2 separate regions of the Danio rerio genome follow, and region 2 is linked to region 1. The links are chromatin contacts, called in public Micro-C maps. All regions are on one chromosome and are shown on one strand. Each heading gives the region's core, a stretch centred on a gene start, on an enhancer-like site or on the middle of the called end of the contact. The rest is flanking DNA. Distances are from core to core; before and after follow the strand shown. Region 1 holds the start of atosa (atos homolog A). Region 2 holds the start of arpp19a (cAMP-regulated phosphoprotein 19a).

Region 1 (2,841 bases), core at 183-2,682:
AGTGAACTATGGCTCTGTGTAGTAAATGCTGCTGCATCTGCAATCATGTGAAAATACAACATAAACTGTTTTTATTCAAACTCTTTTCCTTATTTCAGTCAAGTGTTTATATTAGTAGTTGTGGCCATTTATGGTTTTATGATTCTTAGTCACATTACTAGCTTAAAGTTTCTGCACAAGTGCACCCTCTGGCCTTTGGAGGATATTTACTAGACGTGCTTCCCTGACAAGATGTACATGAGAATCGCTTAATCGCATTTGCAGTTTCATTTCGAATAATCACCCAGCCCTGTGTAAAAAATAAAAATAATAATGATAAAAAGTAACAGACTAAAAAGCCTGACCTACTTAAAACAAAGCTAGCTAACCTAACCAAGACCACATCCAACTAAAGCAAATCTGACCTTGCTCTGATTCTAAACAAAGCATTCACATACCTAAACAAATCAAACATGCATCCAACAAAAAAGCCAAGCTCAAATCAAACTAAACGCATAGTCAAACAAAAATACATGTAACCAACAAAAACACATTTAAATCCAAACACCTAAAAACAAATACACACCTTGTACAAAGTCTGGCCAAAACAAACCCATACCCAGCTTAAACAAACCTATACCAAACCAAAACAAACATTTACCAAACCCAAACGGCAAATATGCAATCCATATGCATATAAGCAACAAAACAAAACCCAAGAACCATCAAAACCAACTTATCCCCAACCAAAACAAACACATTTACATGATTGTACACATATTATCGACGATAAATCGCGTTACAGTAACGGTAGCGAATGTAGAGAACGCTCTTATATAATAAAAGGACAGTTTTAAAGAGTGTGAAGATGTTTATGTCAGCGGAAAAAAACACAAACAACATACAGCGCACACACACATTGACACAGCTGATCTAGGGCGCTTTGTTCTGTTCAGAAAGCGACAACTAACGCATTAGCAGCGACAAAAACAAAATGTTACAATGCATCATCTGCACATTATCAAAGCACATGCATGAAACAATGAAACAAACACTGCAGCGCCGTGACGTCACGACTCAAACACAGATGACATTCATACACTGGTGTAATCACGCAATTTTCTATTCTTTTATTGGATATATTTACCTCTGTCAGGTTTCATGTTGGTCACAGACACCGTGATCCCCTCCAGGATGCCCGCGGTCCGTCTTCCGTCTTCAGATCTTTGTTTAGACTTAAAAACTCGTCCCTTAGACATCGGTTAGCTATCGATCTGGCACACAGCCATTCGGATATTAACGATCTGAACTGTGAGATCAAGCGTGGATCTATATGCCACTGTATGTTAAGAGTCCAGCGGTCTGATGAACTAGTCCATCAAAACACCAGCGGTCTACTTAAATAAACACGCAATTATCATCCCTCTTCTCTATCTAGATAAATATCCCGCCTGCCAGTCGCCTCATTGCCGATGCTTAAACGAGCTCCAGTGCCAACACACCAGTCTCTCCTCTGCCACTGATCTGCTCAAATTAAAGCCACATGAGACGCATCGGGATCCCCGAGATCATTTTCACCAACCAGCAAGATCGGACCCTGGACTGGTAGATGAGACACTAACAAGGAACCACCAACATCATCATCATCAACATCACCATCATCTACTCCAGACTGGAGAAATGTTACGTTGCTGTGGCGAGTCTCACTTTAGCCGACAAGAAGTGGCTCATTTCTCTAAACCCCCTTCTTTTTCGACCACTTGATCATAAACCCTCCCCATAAAAGCAAGAAAACACTGGTGACGGAACGACTAGGTTAACAACGTTGAAACTATCTGCACGACGCGACTGGCAGAACGCGATGACGGACTCTAAACAGAAGTTTTCGAGATGTCTGAACGATATCTCGGAGATTAAATGATCAGCAGGGACAAAGCTCATGTTCTCTCTCTCTCTCTCTCTCCTTCTCTCTCTCTCTCTCTCTCTCTCTGCTTGTCAAAACAAATGCAGGAGGACAGCCTCTTAAGTCATGTGTCCCAACAACAGCTGGTCCCGCCCCCAGGTTGGACGTCACTTCCGCCCCACGGCACTCGCTTGAACCTGTTCCCGCGAAACTCGTGGATGTAACCCCCTTTGGGTTAACACAAGTTTACAAGAGTGTGAATGCTTAAATGCAAATGTTTTTTTTTCTGCTGGAACTCTCCCACCGTGAAAAAAATACTATAAGTAGCTGTAATTGTTGTGGTAATTCTAGTTGAAGAGGTGATACAACAATTATAGTAATATAAACGAATAACCAATAGGCCTACTGTATATTTTCGACATATGGGCTGTTATACAGTGCCCAGCATATATAAGTACACCCCTCACAAATCTATCTTTTAAATTCATATTTTTTTTATATCCATACCCAGCAAAAACAAACCAAAACAAACATTTACCCAAGCTAAAAGGTCAACAAAACAAAACCCCAGAACGTTCAGAACCAACGTGTCCCCATTCAAAACAAACTAAATCAAACACATTTATGTGAATATACACATATTATTGACAATAAACAAGGTTACAGTAATGTTAGTGAATGTAGAGAACGGCCTTGTATAATAAAAGGACAGTTTTAAAGAGTGTGAAGGTGTTTATGTCAGCAGAAAGAAAACCCGAATACAGCATACAGCGCGCGCACACACACACATTATCACAGCTGTTCTAGGGCGCTTTGTTCCGTTCATAATCTGTTGTGGTTATTCTAGTTGTAGAGGTGATACAATAATTATAGTAAATAAATAACCAATACTGCAACAGTTACATTTTCTACATATATGGTCCTTAGCATATTTAAGTACTGTACACCCCTCACAAATC
Region 2 (2,996 bases), core at 281-2,780, 110 kb before region 1:
GTGACTATTGCAGATGCACAAATTGCGATATCGATGCTCAAACAATATATTGTACAGCCCTAATTTCTACCTTGGATGGCTAGTATTGGCTACAGTACAATGGTTAAATTGACCGAATGCATTTCTTTTTCCTGCTTTTTTTGAATACATGTGCCTCAAGTTTCCCAGCAACTTTCTGCTAACAAACACATAATATTACTTCATACTGTACATGTACACTTCAAAAAACATTTTCTATTTGGGTAAAAAAATACTTTGCTCCCCTGCTTGCCGGACAACGTGGGCTATTTTATAAAAAGATTGTATTTTAGGTTAATAGCCACATAAAATAGGACAACAGACATCCAAAGACTAATTTTAAATTAGCTTTGAATGTAAATATGAAGCGACAAAAATTCAGTTGGACATTCTCATCTATCTATAAATTTTATTGCTAAAAATAAAAAAATTTATATATAATAACAATTTGGTGGACTATTGTGTAACAGCCTATATAAAATTCATGTATGGAAACATAGTTATTGACAGTCTTAGCACTGATATTCTCAACAACTATGGCTAATATATAATGGCAAGAATCAGATTTAGTTATTTCCAAAAGTAAAACTAGATGTTTAGATGTTTTAGAAAGATTAATAAATAAAATCTAAAGGTATCAAGAGAACAAAAGTTTCTTACAGGGGTAGAACTGAAGTATTACAGTCTAATAAAACTTAGTTAATATAGTTAACTGTAACAGAAATATGGGATATTCGTAATCGCCACAGTTCTCAAATCTTAGTCTAGAGATTACTTTTTATGTAACTGAGCTTTAATTTCAATATCGAAGTGTATTGATTATTTTGAATGAAATGATGGTGCTGTTTTATTCATTGTATGTCGTGTAAGAATTTCATGATTATAAAATCTTTGTCAATCTACACTGACTTCCCTCAGCTTACGTATACATAGACAGAGAAATTGTAGTTAATATAACGATACTGATGGCTTTGCACCAGTAAACTTAGCTTCGCATGCTAATGGTTAGCTAACATCACAACCCTATCTGGAACAAGACAAACTAACAGCAACATTATTAATAGCCAAATTTCAACCCATACATTTTCTCCACTTTATCTATCAGGAAATGTAATAGAGATGGTCATTTTAATATTCTATCAGAGTATTGGTCATAAAAGGCCTTAACACATCTGTAGCAGCAGAGCTTTGAATTAACGTTACATTCAGATGTACCAGAAAGACAGAACATAAAGCTAACATCAAATCCGCCAGTGGTAATAAAGCAGGGTTTATAGGAAGATCGCTTTTTAACCAGTGTGTTATCGATGCTATGTGAATTTATCCGAGTCGGTAAATACTGTTTTATAGCAGAGAAGCTCATATCTCCTAAGACTGCAACGGTTTGATGTCATAATCTTCAAATATACTCACTTTCTGCTCCGCCACATTCGTCTCCTCAGACTTTATATCCTCCATTTCGCCTTATATATTTGATCTGTGTTGATTGTTTAGTTTAGAAATCACAATCTGAGCTTCTAATCTGCGGACTATTCTACTGTATGCATATAGCCCGCCCACGAACGTACCAATACTACTATGGTGAAGGCTGACTAATGAATAATAATCACGTAAGGTGACGTACGACCAATGGTAATGAATGGTAATTCATTTTATATATATATATATATATATATATATATATATATATATATATATATATATATATATATATATATATATATATATATATATATATATATATATATATATATATATATGTATTGTTTATTATTATTGTGTTTTAACAATACAAACATATTAACCACTTGGATGACATCAAGTACAATAATAAACAAGTAAAATTAATAAAAATAATAATTAAATAATAAAAACAACACACAGAGGCAAAGTACAGGGGCAAATTCTCAAATTAAATAATATTTACCAAGTCTTTAATAAAAAAATTCAGTTTTAATTTTTTTTTGCTGTAAATATTTTGTAAAGTAGTAATTAAACATATTAAGTCACATAGAACAATCTGCAACTTAACCGGGTGCTCCGGTTTCCCACACAGTCCGAAGACATGTGCTATAAGTGATATGGGTGAGCTAAATTGTTCTTAGTGTATGTGAGTAAATAAGAGTGTACGGGTGTTTGCCTTTGATGGGTTGCAGCTTGAAGGGTATCCGCTGCGCAAAACATATGCTGGATAAGTTTTCGGTTCATTCCACTTTGGCGACCCCTGATGAAAAAAAGGACTAAGCCGTATAGAAAATAATTGAATGAATGAATGAATGAATGAATAATGTACAGTTTGGTGACTAGATTTCTGAACAAAATAGTTGCACATATTACTATCTATAGGTTGTATTTTTTAAAGTTGTCACAGTATGTCATCAGTGATATATAATGGAGTTTTAGTTAGGGTACTTTTTAATTTAACTGTTTTATTGATGCATATTAGTCAGAGAGTTCGAATACAAAGAATCACAAGACATCAATTGTTCTAAAAGAAAACAAAATTACTTAACATTTTCTTCCTCTCTGAATCAAACAGCACAATTATATATTCTTGCATCAAATAGGTAGGCTATTTTTGACATGATTTCATAAGTCTTGCATAATTTATAAAGGAAGTTTGTATTTAACTGGAATTATTTGTAATTTGATACATTCACATCAGCTCTGCTACTGGAATCGCCAGTGTATTAATGTTGGTTTTGTTATTATGGATGATGTTCTCCTGCTTGACCTCTGTGGATTTGAGATATGGATCAATTGCATGTCAAAAATCTTCAGAGCTTTTCAGAGTTCAGAGCACACCTACTGATTGTGTAATCATCACAGAGTGTGTAATTGTTACGGAATGTGTAATCGTCACGTCAAGGAGTCAATCCAATCTTCACAAAAAGTTTGCTTTGGTGAGCTATTTCGAACTGCCAAAATGAACTTCATTTGGATGGATTTTGTTTGAAATTATGTCATTTCACTTTGTT

What was found. A called contact is a pair of places that touch in the nucleus more often than the background predicts.
Region 2: a Micro-C map of caudal fin shows a contact between it and region 1, with 8 times the contacts expected there. The contact joins the promoter of arpp19a here to the promoter of atosa in region 1. A contact is called at or near these places in 3 of 18 Hi-C or Micro-C datasets (caudal fin, hematopoietic stem cells and an unstated tissue) and 2 of 4 datasets of contacts at active chromatin or transcription factors (embryo and gastrula embryo).

Annotation. Positions count from the first base shown.
Region 1 is chr18:41,687,367-41,690,207 of GRCz12tu, reverse strand. atosa (atos homolog A) reads right to left here and starts at 1,432. Exons shown (of 12, transcript NM_001202420.1): 1 at 1,127-1,432. The coding sequence starts at 1,238.
Region 2 is chr18:41,799,111-41,802,106 of GRCz12tu, reverse strand. It overlaps arpp19a (cAMP-regulated phosphoprotein 19a), which reads right to left and starts at 1,530. Exons shown (of 3, transcript NM_200630.1): 1 at 1,432-1,530. The coding sequence starts at 1,476.